Linked DNA regions of Mus musculus: all the other regions are linked to region 1. The links are chromatin contacts, called in public promoter capture Hi-C maps. All regions are on one chromosome and are shown on one strand. Each heading gives the region's core, a stretch centred on a gene start, on an enhancer-like site or on the middle of the called end of the contact. The rest is flanking DNA. Distances are from core to core; before and after follow the strand shown. Region 1 holds the start of Setd4 (SET domain containing 4). Region 2 holds the start of Urb1 (URB1 ribosome biogenesis 1 homolog (S. cerevisiae)). Region 3 holds the start of Get1 (guided entry of tail-anchored proteins factor 1). Region 4 holds the start of Ifnar1 (interferon (alpha and beta) receptor 1).

Region 1 (2,562 bases), core at 25-2,524:
ACAGTCGCCCCTATCCTTTGCATATAAAGGATCTGGAACAAACACCGCACCCCCCCCCCGCGACCCCCCCTCCCAATCAAGACCCTGAAATTGAATTCAAACGTAGCGATTCAGAGATTGCAGAAATAAAAAGTAGCTGATATTGTTAGCATCAGGACCTCCCAAACCTATGACATCACATAGGCGACAGCGCGACCTGCAGCATATTCCCAGCATCCACTTGGCTCACCTCCCACCTTTACCTTCATTACGTCATTTTCCATATAAATAAGGAGAACGCCCCCTCTGTCACTCCCTCTTTTCTCTTTCCGCCGCCACCTCGTCCCTCTCTCTCAATAAAACCTCTTCCACGTGGAACTGTTTTGGCCTAGTATGCTGTTAAGACGCGACCTGACATTCTAACACATCAGATATCTATCCCAGTGGCAGTGGTTGCAAAAACGTACAACAGGCGCTGTAGTGTCAGAACCCAGCTTTCTCATTCTGTCCCTTTCTCCCTTCCACATCCTTAGCTACAAAAACTCCAGCTTAAAGCATGAAATGTGCCTTTTCCTGACCTCTGGTCTTTATGTGACAAAGTCCCGTGCTTGGATCGCGACATGCAGAGCTAGAACTAGAAAACCCACTTCTTTGAGTAAAGCTTGCTCCTCGCTGTTTGAGGACGTCTAAATTCTCTCTCTCTCTCTCTTTTTATTTCTTCCCATAATCCTAATTCGTACTTTTACTCTGACCCTAACAGTTCCAGTAACAGTCTTGGGACAAGACAGAAATGCCTTCATAGTGGATAAGAGGAAAGGCGGGGGACAGGCTGTCTGGGAGAATGGACCGCCTGGGTCCTGGCAGCTGGAGGGCAGGGCAAGGTGGGGATCAGGTAAGCCAGTCTGGTGGAGGGGGCAGGAAGTCGGAGGAAGAAAGGACACGGTGAGGAAAGACTTCCCGTTGGCTATTTGGAGCATGGGTCAGCAGCTATGCTCATCGCGTTATGGCGTAGCTGTGGAGGCCTGGGAGTTGCGCATGCGCGTGCCAGAGGCGTAGGCTCGCCGCACCGCAGCCGCTTTCTCCGTAGCTGGTGGAGCGGTCTGCGTCCGTACCCCGGCTTCGCCGCGGTTTCTAAGGTAAGCAGGAGCACTTCCGGTGGGCCTGGCGTTGCCTGGGCAACGGGAGCGGGGTTCCGTTGGCTTTTTTGAGTTCTGTGTAGCTCCAGACCCCAATTTCCTCTGCGCGTGTGGAACCTCTCCCGGAACGGAAGTCAGGACCAGAGCGACTACTGCGCAGGCGTGGTGTGCGGCCAGCGGGCCTGGGTTGGTTCGCTGGTGCGGGTGGCATGGATTGATTGATGTCCGGTCCGTCCAGGACTGCGAGCCAGGACGGCGCTGTGGCGTGTGGCCATCACTGAGGCCCCGGTGGCAAGCAGGGGGCAGGGCTGCGGTGGAACTGCGCGTCCTTGTGCACCACACGTGGGCTCCAGGACGGACCTGGTGCCTGGCTCCAGACTGACTCGTAAAGCAAGTCTTGCTGCCGAGGTAGATTAAACTACCTGGGCGGCTTGGTGGGCGGTCCTTTCCTGCCCTCCTTTATTTTTAGAGTAGATTTTAAAATCATTTCCACTGGTTTGGCACATGTTAGATGGATGTCACTTTAGTACGGTACAGGGTAGGATGGAAGTAGTAAAGGCTGTTAAGAATGCTGGACGTGGTGGCGCACGCCTTTAATCCCAGCACTTGGGAGGCAGAGGCAGGCAGATTTCTGAGTTCAAGGCCAGCCTGGTCTACAGAGTGAGTTCCAGGACAGCCAGGGCTACACAGAGAAACCCTGTCTCGAAAAACCAAAAAAAAAAAAAAAAAAAAAAAAGAATGCTTTCATATAATGTTCTCTAGGGCGTTTTGTTACAGAGTCCTGGCATTCTTTTTACCCAGAGGCAGGACCCAAAGGGGTTTATCTTATGTATAAAGGTAAGTTGCCTACAGGTATGTCTACGCACCACACGCTTGCAGTGTATAGAGAGGCTAGAAGAGGACATTGGATCCCCAGGCAGTGGAGTTACACATACGGGTGCTAGGAACTGAACCCTGATCTGCAGGAGCCCCTTGCGCTCTTAACCCCGGAGCTATCTCTCCAGCTGCCCACTCCCCGCCCCTATCTTTTAAACTAGAATTTTCTTCAACTTTAGTGTTACTCAGTATTTCTTGTATGGTTTTAAATGTTAGCATGTATCTTCCAAGGACGCTTGCCTGTGTTTCTGTTGTTAGTTTCTACAGTTGGTCTACACTCTTGTCTGTTCCTGGATCTTTCCTTTTTGGCCTCTGAGAGGCTAATGTGGAATGGAGTCATTTTATGTCTTCCGGTCTCTCTGCCTTGTGCTCTCTTTAGTCTACTGCGAATGCCCATTTTAATCATTCTGACCTTTAGAGCTAAAAATCCACTTTACACCGAGTGGGGCTTATTTATTTTTTCTAAGACTTTTGAACTGATGGGTGCTTCATAATGACCGGGTATTTTTTGTATTAGTTATTATTTTATGTGCATAGATGTTTTGCCTTCGTTTTCTTCTGTGCACTGAGC
Region 2 (2,562 bases), core at 24-2,523, 2.8 Mb after region 1:
ATGGTTTTAGTCATCTTCATTTTTCTGACAGGCCCGGGACCTAGGGATTCCCACAGATGCAGTTGTTTCTGTAGGCTACAGGCTCAAAGTCAAAGGCAAGTGTTGTTGTTGTTGTTTGTTTGTTTGTTTTTCTCTTAGGGACTCTAAAATCATAGGAGTGACAGGGACCACATTCTTAGATGCTTAAAAGATACTTGCTTCCAAAAGTGTGCCTTATTAGACTAGAAGAATATGACAGAGAATTTCAGAAACCATCGATTTCCCAACTAACAGGCTAGTTTGGAATTTTAAATACATACCAAGATATTGATAAGATCTGTTTTTTTTAATTATGCAACTGACTGTTTTTACTTTCCCACATTTTTGCCAGAGCATTGAATGCAGCCTGTAAATCAACAGCTTACAACAAATAAAAACTGTATCGTACTCTCTGTCCCCTTAAAGCAGTTCTTTAAACATTACATTACTTGCCGTTCTCCAGCCCAGGACTGGGGAGAGCCGGCTTTGTTGTCTCCTTTTTAACGAGGGTGCTGAGATGCGGGCACTGTCCAAGGAGGTTTTCTTAAATGCTTGCTTTCTTTGATCGCCCCTGGCCTTCAGCACCACAGAAGGAGTGCATCAAGGTTTGGGGGAAGCAAGCGTGGATGGAGGTTACTTGAAATGACATCTAACCAGCCTAGGCCTTCTGGCTAGGGTTGTGACAAAAACTGGGGATTCAGGGTTACGGACACTCTGGACCACATTCCCAAGCTAGGGCTTTTCAGAGGTAAGTCCACCTGATGTCAAGCCCTCGGGAATTCACCCGGCTTACACTTACACGCAGGGGGCTTGAACTGAGGAAGTATCAATCTCATGAAGTTGTTCAAAGGATATCATTAAAATGCTCAGAGATTTTTAAATATCTGAGCTCTTTGTGCTGCTCTTTGTGGGTCTGGGAGTTCTTCCTGCTCAGGGAGTTGCGGGAGCAGGGGAAGCATTTTGATCCATCTGCCCCAGATTGTTGCAGCTAAGGGCGGGTATGTGATTTTTCTTTGCAGGCAGAGCACAGCCAGAGAACCCTTGGGGAAATCCCAGGCCCTACAGGCCCCACCCAAGCACCAAGCCACGCCCACACCACCCAGAGACACGCCCCAGAAGGCCCCGCCCCCAGGTGTTCTACCTTCTCCACGCCCCCTTCAGCAGGCCCCGCCCCTTCCGCCCTTTCTCACCCGAAGACCGGCTCTTTTACCGGCTTCCCCTCATAGGCTCCGCCTTTCCTTCCAGTCCCGCCCCTTCCTTGCCGCCGGTGCTTCCGGTCGCGTGGGTTTTCCGAGGGTGCCGTTTTGCTGGCCCGGTGGTTTGGGCCATGGGGGTCCCCAAGAGGAAGGCGTCAGAGGGTCCCAGCAGCGCGGCGTCCCCCGCTGGCACAGTCAAGCGAACGCGAGCGGAGGAGTTCACGGGCGTGCGGTTCAAGACCCTGCTGAAGGATGCGCAGGGCCCAGGACCGGGTGAGTGGGAGCGGACTCCTCAGCTTCGGGGCAGTAGCCGGCACAGCGGCGCCTCGGAGCCCGGCTCGGAGTTAGTCAAGAATAGTTCAGTGAGATAGCTTGCTTGGGCTGTCAGTAGCCGTTCCCATAGTAACCAACTGTCAACCCTGATAATGGCGGGATGTCACGTGTAACAAGTTCCATAAGGACCTACAACTAAATCGAGTGACTAGGATTGTCCGGACCGGTAACCGAGAGGGGCCAGATTCTGTAATTTAATTTCACTCGCTGCAGAGTGTGACACCACTTCACAACGACTTCTAATCGTGCAAGGAGTACATTGGTTGTGAGGAGAACCACAGTTGAACATGTTACCATGTTCAGACGTCAACGCGGTGGTAAAAACAAGACAGCGAAATATTTCTCTTAGGTTAACAAAACTACAAAGTTAATAAACTATCGCAGGGCTTGATGGTTCGTGCCTTTAATTCAGCACTTTAGAGGGAGGAAGAGGCAAGAGGATTTCTGTCAGTTGAAGGCCAGCCTTATCTTCTTAGAAAGTGCCAGACCAAGTACACCTTGACTTCCAACATTAGAAATATTTGAAGATTAAGGATAGAATTGGTGCCATCCTGACAGTGTCATGTTGGCAGAGCACTCCTGACTGCTGCTGCTGCTGCCAGTCCAAAGAAGAGTAAGCTGTCCGTCTCCCTGAACTGCCCTGGGCTAACTCAAGCCAGGGGACTCGGTAAACACTATATAGTGAGACCCTGACTCAAAAAGTATTCTCAGCTAATGTTTTTCTTACAATTTTTATTTTTAAACGTTTGGTGCCTCGCCTTGGTCGTTTGCTTAGAAGATGACACCTTTGCTAGCACAGAATTTAGCGCCCCACACACTTATTCGATATTTAATTGCAGTTGCTGTTTGTTAGGTAGAGATGTAATGGGCGAATAAAACCCTGGCACAGGTCTTGCCATTGCAAATCTGATAGTTTGGGAAAGCAGGTGACCAGCAAAGTCACATAGTCACGGGTCTTCCAGAAGGAGCCAGCTATCCATTGTGCCTAATGGGCCTGGGACCTTGATCTGTGAAA
Region 3 (2,562 bases), core at 20-2,519, 2.5 Mb before region 1:
TGGCTCTTTCAGAGGATCCAGGTTCAGTTCCCAGCATGCATGTGGCTGCTCACACCATCTATAAGTCAGTTCCAGAGAATGTGACTGCCTCTTCTGGCCTCCTCAGGCAACCTCGTTCACATGGTGCATATACATACACTCAGAACACACACACACACACACACACATAAAATCTTTAATGGCTACAGATTAAGAGGGTGGAGAGATAGCTCAGTGGTCAAGAGCACACTCACATAGTGGCTCACATGGAGTCCTTGACTCCAGTGTCAGGGAATCAATGCCCCTTCTGGACTCAAAAGCACTGCATACGTGTGATGCACTTACATACATGCAAGCGAAACTCTCACATAACAAATAGTTTTTTTTAAATGGTTTAAAGGCTACAGATAGCAGGACAGATGAAGAGAACTTTGCAGACAGGTCATTGAGTGTGGGGACATCCATCCCCAGTTAGTAGTCCCCAATCCCTCTTCCAGTACACAGAAAAGTCCTTCTAAACCTTTCTGCATCCAGTCCTTTGGAGAACTGTGTGCAGACTTCATTATACAGGCATGAGTAAAATATGGAAAGTATGTTGGGGCTGGAGATGGCTCAGTGGATAAGAGCACTGGATACTACTATAGAGGGCCTGGGTTCTGTTCCCAGGACCCACGTGGCAGATAACTAATGTCTGTAACTCCAATTCCAGAGCATCCAGCGCTCTCTTCTGGACTCTGCTGGCAATGAAAGCACACAGTGCACAGATACACACGCAGGAAAAACACCCCCCATACATAAACAGAAACCTGAATGTGCAAGAACGGTATGGCCTGTTTAGATTGCTCTGTAGTGTTCCTTGTTCCCACGGACAGAACAGAAGGGGGCTCCCTGTAGCCGGGGATCAGCCGCTCCGGAGCCAGGCACCTGTGAGGATGCTGGGCCGGGGCTGCTCCTCTGTCGCGAAGCGTGGCTTGGGACCTCCCACCCTCCAGAGCTGGTTGCAACCTCGCGATCTGTGAGAAGCTCGGAGGCACCTGGAGGAAGAGAGCTTGCAGCATGGACCGCGCAAGGCCCCGCGCTCGGCCGCTCCCCGCCCCCGGCAGCTACTTACAAACGAGGACAGGGACGGCAGGAGGATGCGCAGCAAGTTACACCCGAACACGAAGCTCAACACCAGCAGCCACGCCCAGCGGTCCGTCTCGGACGCGCTCATGCTGGATCCCAGGCACCTGCACCGCTACGACAGCGCCATGGTGACCGCGCCTCCGCGCTCGCCTACGCCTGCGCACTGCAGCCCTGCTCCGCTACGGCAGCGCCTGGGAGCAGCGTCGTCAACTGCGCCTGCGCACTGCAGTCCTGTTCCGCTATGGCAGCACCAGGGAGACGGCGTCGTCAACTGCGCCTGCGCCGGCGCGCCACGGCTAGGGCTACACGTCGGGCCGCGGTGCACGCACGCTACACCTCCTCTAGGGGGCAGCATGGGATGTTACTTAGCAGCCATTTTCGCCTTTCGCCTTCCCGGCTTCCGTAGCCGGGTGATAGCCCACTTCGGGAGGCTAAACAGGTTTTGGCAAACTGTGATTGCTTGTAGTAACCGAAAACTATTTACGTTCTTACTGAGTTAACTAACGCACTTTTATTCTTTTTTATGTATATGAATTTTTTTTAAAGATTTATTTATTTATTGTAAGTACACTGTAGCTGTCCTCAGACACTCCAGAAGAGGGAGTCAGATCTCATTACTGATGGTTGTGAGCCACCATGTGGTTGCTGGGATTTGAACTCCTGACCTTCGGAAGAGCAGTCGGGTGCTCTTACCCACTGAGCCATCTCACCAGCCCTCTCACTTTTATTCTTAAATAAATTTATTTTAGGATAAGCCTCTGCATGAATAGAAAGTTACTTTATCATAGATGGTAACTGAAACTGTTTCCTAAACCGTTGTCGCATGTAAAATGGTTCGACTACATTTTAAAACTAAGCACTAATAAACACGAACAATGTAGAAAATCGTCACCCTAAAAGATAAGTTTATTCATCAAAAGACATCACATAGTGACTGGTAGAGACTTGCCAAGCATGTGGGAAGTCTTAGGTACCAGCCATGCTCAGCACGCACAAAGAAAAAGTTTACAGTGAGCTTTTAATAAAATTATCTAAATTTAGGCAATGATGAGTATTCATAACAAAAGAACCGCGGCTCACTTGTATATGGGGAATAAAGTGGAAGATAGTTGGCTGTCTTTTCTGCCACGTTAGTCAGAGAACGGGTTACTTCTAGAAACACTGCCTGTGTTTCTACCAGCAGCGGTGGGATGAATTATCTCAACGAAAGGGCACGCTGACTAGGAGACTGCCACTCCATAACCTTCCCTTCCAACTGGACTGTAGACAGACTGCCAGGTGCTCTCTCTCCACGCTGAGGTTTTAGATAGATTAAGGAAGAGCAGCCTCGTGAGAAATTATGGCAGTGTGTCTAAGTCTCCCTCCCCACAAACCCACCTTGACACATACACACACACACACACACACACACACACACACACACACACACACCTGCTTGCTCTTCAATCCCAAATCTCT
Region 4 (2,562 bases), core at 20-2,519, 2.1 Mb after region 1:
GTGTGCTGGGAACCAATCCAGGTCCCTCTGCAAGAGCAATAAGTGCTCTTACCTGTGAGCCGCCTCTCCAGCCCGAACGAGGCTTTAACTTTAAAAAGTGTCCTTTAACGCTATGTCTGGCTCCACTGTTATCTCCTGTTTTGAAAACTTCTGCCTCAGACTATCATGTCATGTCGCCTGTCAAGCTTCTACTCCAGAGGGTTACAGAACTGCCTCTAGTTACATCCTATGTAAGAGGATGCATCTGAGATGTCTGAATTTCTTTCTTTTCAGCCACCAGGAGCTATCCATCAAGTCTCCCCACTCTGAGTTGTCAGTTTCTCAGTGCTGTCTATGCTAAGTGCACACTACCACTGAGCCACACTTCCAGTACCACCAACGGAGTCTTTGATGTCATCCCTAAACTGACTCTATCCTGTTATCCGTATCCTCTTAGCTTGATCTCCAGTCCAACTGTTGGGATTTACTGATTCTGTGCAGAAAGAGCAGCAAATGTGCTCATGAGATTAACAAAAGACCCAAGAGCATTTGTAGCAGTTACAGTATTCTGTTCATAATAGTCTTTTTCCGATTTACTGTATATGTGTGACCACTTTGCCTGCATGTACATCATGCACGTCTAGCCAGAAATGGGCCATCTTCGGGGTGAGACTTGGGGCAATCACTTACTTCCCAGATATACAGATTTCTAAGAGGAATCAGAACTTTCCTCCAGGAGTGAGGCTAGGTCGTCTTTTTTAGGTTCCTCACATCACTATGAAAACTCTTGTCTCTCCCCTTAGTGGGCATTCTCCCGATGTAACTAGCCCAGTGGTTTCCTGGTTTTGACTTCGGGCCGGTTAGGGGGCCTCTCACCTCACTCCTCTCAGCCCGGGACAAACCGCACTAGGCTGGGAGCGCATTTCTGCTGCTGTCTGGTCTCCCGCCCACCAGCAGCCCTGAGGCTCGGCCCGGGTAGCGTCCTCAGGCTGAAGAGCGGCGCAGGGGGCGGGCGTCGCGGACTCTGGTCACCCGCGCCCAGCTCTCCCTCCATGGTGCCCGGCCCTCGCACAGGCCCCTCGGCTCACCTGCAGCTGAGGGTAGCACCCAAGGCGCCCCGGCCACCAGCACCAGGGCCGCCGCGCCCACGACAGCGAGCATCGTCTTGGGAGGCCGGGCGGCGGCTCACATTCTCCTCCTTCTCCTCAGCAGCACCGCGGAGCTGGAGACTACCTCTGGGCAGCTAGGCCCTCCGCGACGCCCCGCCCCCTCCAGCGCCCCGCCCCTTCCGTGAACGCCCCCGCCCCTCCACCCAGCACAGCTTCTCCGCTGACGCCACGCTCTCTCCGCGAGCAAGCGGCTCGGAAAGTACCGGGCGCGGTCCAGTCAAGGCCTGGGGACTTTGAGGTCCCTGCCACGCTCCGCCCCCACTTCCGGAAAGACTGCCCAGCATTGTCCTTAGACTCCTGAGAGGAAAGCGGGGTGCAGTCAGTGCGCCTGCGCAGCCCCTCCTCCTTCCGGGCTCAGCTTCCTGTTTTTGTCCGGAGGGGGTTCGGAGGCGTTGCCCCGGGGGTTACTAGTCCACTGGCTCGAATCCTGGTGTGGGGATCCCTGGAGGCCGTGGATCAAATGACTCTGGGACCTGGAAGGCGCCGGCAACACTTTTATCTCAACTGCACAAGATCTTTATACTTGATTCCCTGATTTTGTGGGATGGTTTGCTGTTGTGACTCGCTCAATCTTTGGGTTTTGAATTATGCAGCGTTTGGATCTTTTGTCTAATAATGTGGTTTTAGGCTGGTTTTATGTGTATGAGTGTTTTGCATGCATGCATGCATGCATATATGTGCACCGTACATATATGCGTGCCTGGTACCCATGGAGGCCAGTAGAGCGCAGATACCCTGGTATTAAAGTTACTGATCTTCCGAGCTACCATGTTTGTACGCCAGTCCTCTGCACGTGCCCTTAAACCACTGAGCCCTCTCTCTACCCCCTTAACTCCGTCTCTGTCTGATTACTATCTTATAAAGAAACTTATTTGTTGGGCCGGGCGTGGTGGCGCACGCCTTTAATCCCAGCACTCGGGAGGCGGAGGCAGGCGGATTTCTGAGTTCGAGGCCAGCCTGGTCTACAAAGTGAGCTCCAGGACAGCCAGGCCTATACAGAGAAACCCTGTCACGAAAAACCAAAAAAAGAAAAAAAAAAAAAAAAAAGTAAGAAACTTATTTGTTATGCCGGGCGTGGTGGCACATGCCTTTAATCCCAGCACTTGGGAGGCAGAGGCAGGCGGTTTCTGAGTTCGAGGCCAGCCTGGACTAGAGAGTGAGTTCCAGGACAGCCAAGGCTCCACACACAAACCCTGTCTCAAAAAAAAAAAAAAGAGTTCCTCTCTGCTTCCTCACCATCATTCGTCAGATTTCTTGTCAGCCATTCTGACTAGGGTGGGGTAGAATGGCAAAGCAGTGTCAGTGTGCATTTTGCTGGTGGCTCAGGACATTAAGTTCTTTAAAGATAGTTACTGGGTGCATATTTCAGCGTTTGAAAACTGTGTTCGATTTATTGGGCCATTTGTTCCTGGTA

Evidence for each region. Promoter capture Hi-C pulls out the DNA fragments that hold promoters and counts their contacts. Capture Hi-C pulls out chosen DNA fragments and counts their contacts.
Region 2: a promoter capture Hi-C map of liver shows a contact between it and region 1, with 2.5 times the contacts expected there. The contact joins the promoter of Urb1 here to the promoter of Setd4 in region 1. A contact is called at or near these places in 1 of 39 promoter capture datasets (pre-B cells) and 2 of 9 other capture datasets (adipose tissue and liver).
Region 3: a promoter capture Hi-C map of liver shows a contact between it and region 1. The contact joins the promoter of Get1 here to the promoter of Setd4 in region 1. A contact is called at or near these places in 1 of 39 promoter capture datasets (embryonic stem cells) and 1 of 9 other capture datasets (liver).
Region 4: a contact with region 1 is called in a promoter capture Hi-C map of liver, with 3 times the contacts expected there. The contact joins the promoter of Ifnar1 here to the promoter of Setd4 in region 1. A contact is called at or near these places in 2 of 39 promoter capture datasets (liver and pre-B cells) and 1 of 9 other capture datasets (adipose tissue).

What each region holds. Positions count from the first base shown.
Region 1 is chr16:93,602,527-93,605,088 of GRCm38.p6, reverse strand. Setd4 (SET domain containing 4) reads left to right here and starts at 1,274. Exons shown (of 12, transcript NM_145482.3): 1 at 1,274-1,523; 2 at 1,878-1,952.
Region 2 is chr16:90,809,124-90,811,685 of GRCm38.p6, reverse strand. It overlaps Urb1 (URB1 ribosome biogenesis 1 homolog (S. cerevisiae)), which reads left to right and starts at 1,273. Exons shown (of 39, transcript NM_029497.1): 1 at 1,273-1,487. The coding sequence starts at 1,346.
Region 3 is chr16:96,144,107-96,146,668 of GRCm38.p6, reverse strand. It overlaps Get1 (guided entry of tail-anchored proteins factor 1), which reads right to left and starts at 1,269. Exons shown (of 5, transcript NM_207301.3): 1 at 1,091-1,269. The coding sequence starts at 1,192.
Region 4 is chr16:91,483,922-91,486,483 of GRCm38.p6, reverse strand. It overlaps Ifnar1 (interferon (alpha and beta) receptor 1), which reads right to left and starts at 1,269. Exons shown (of 11, transcript NM_010508.2): 1 at 1,068-1,269. The coding sequence starts at 1,140.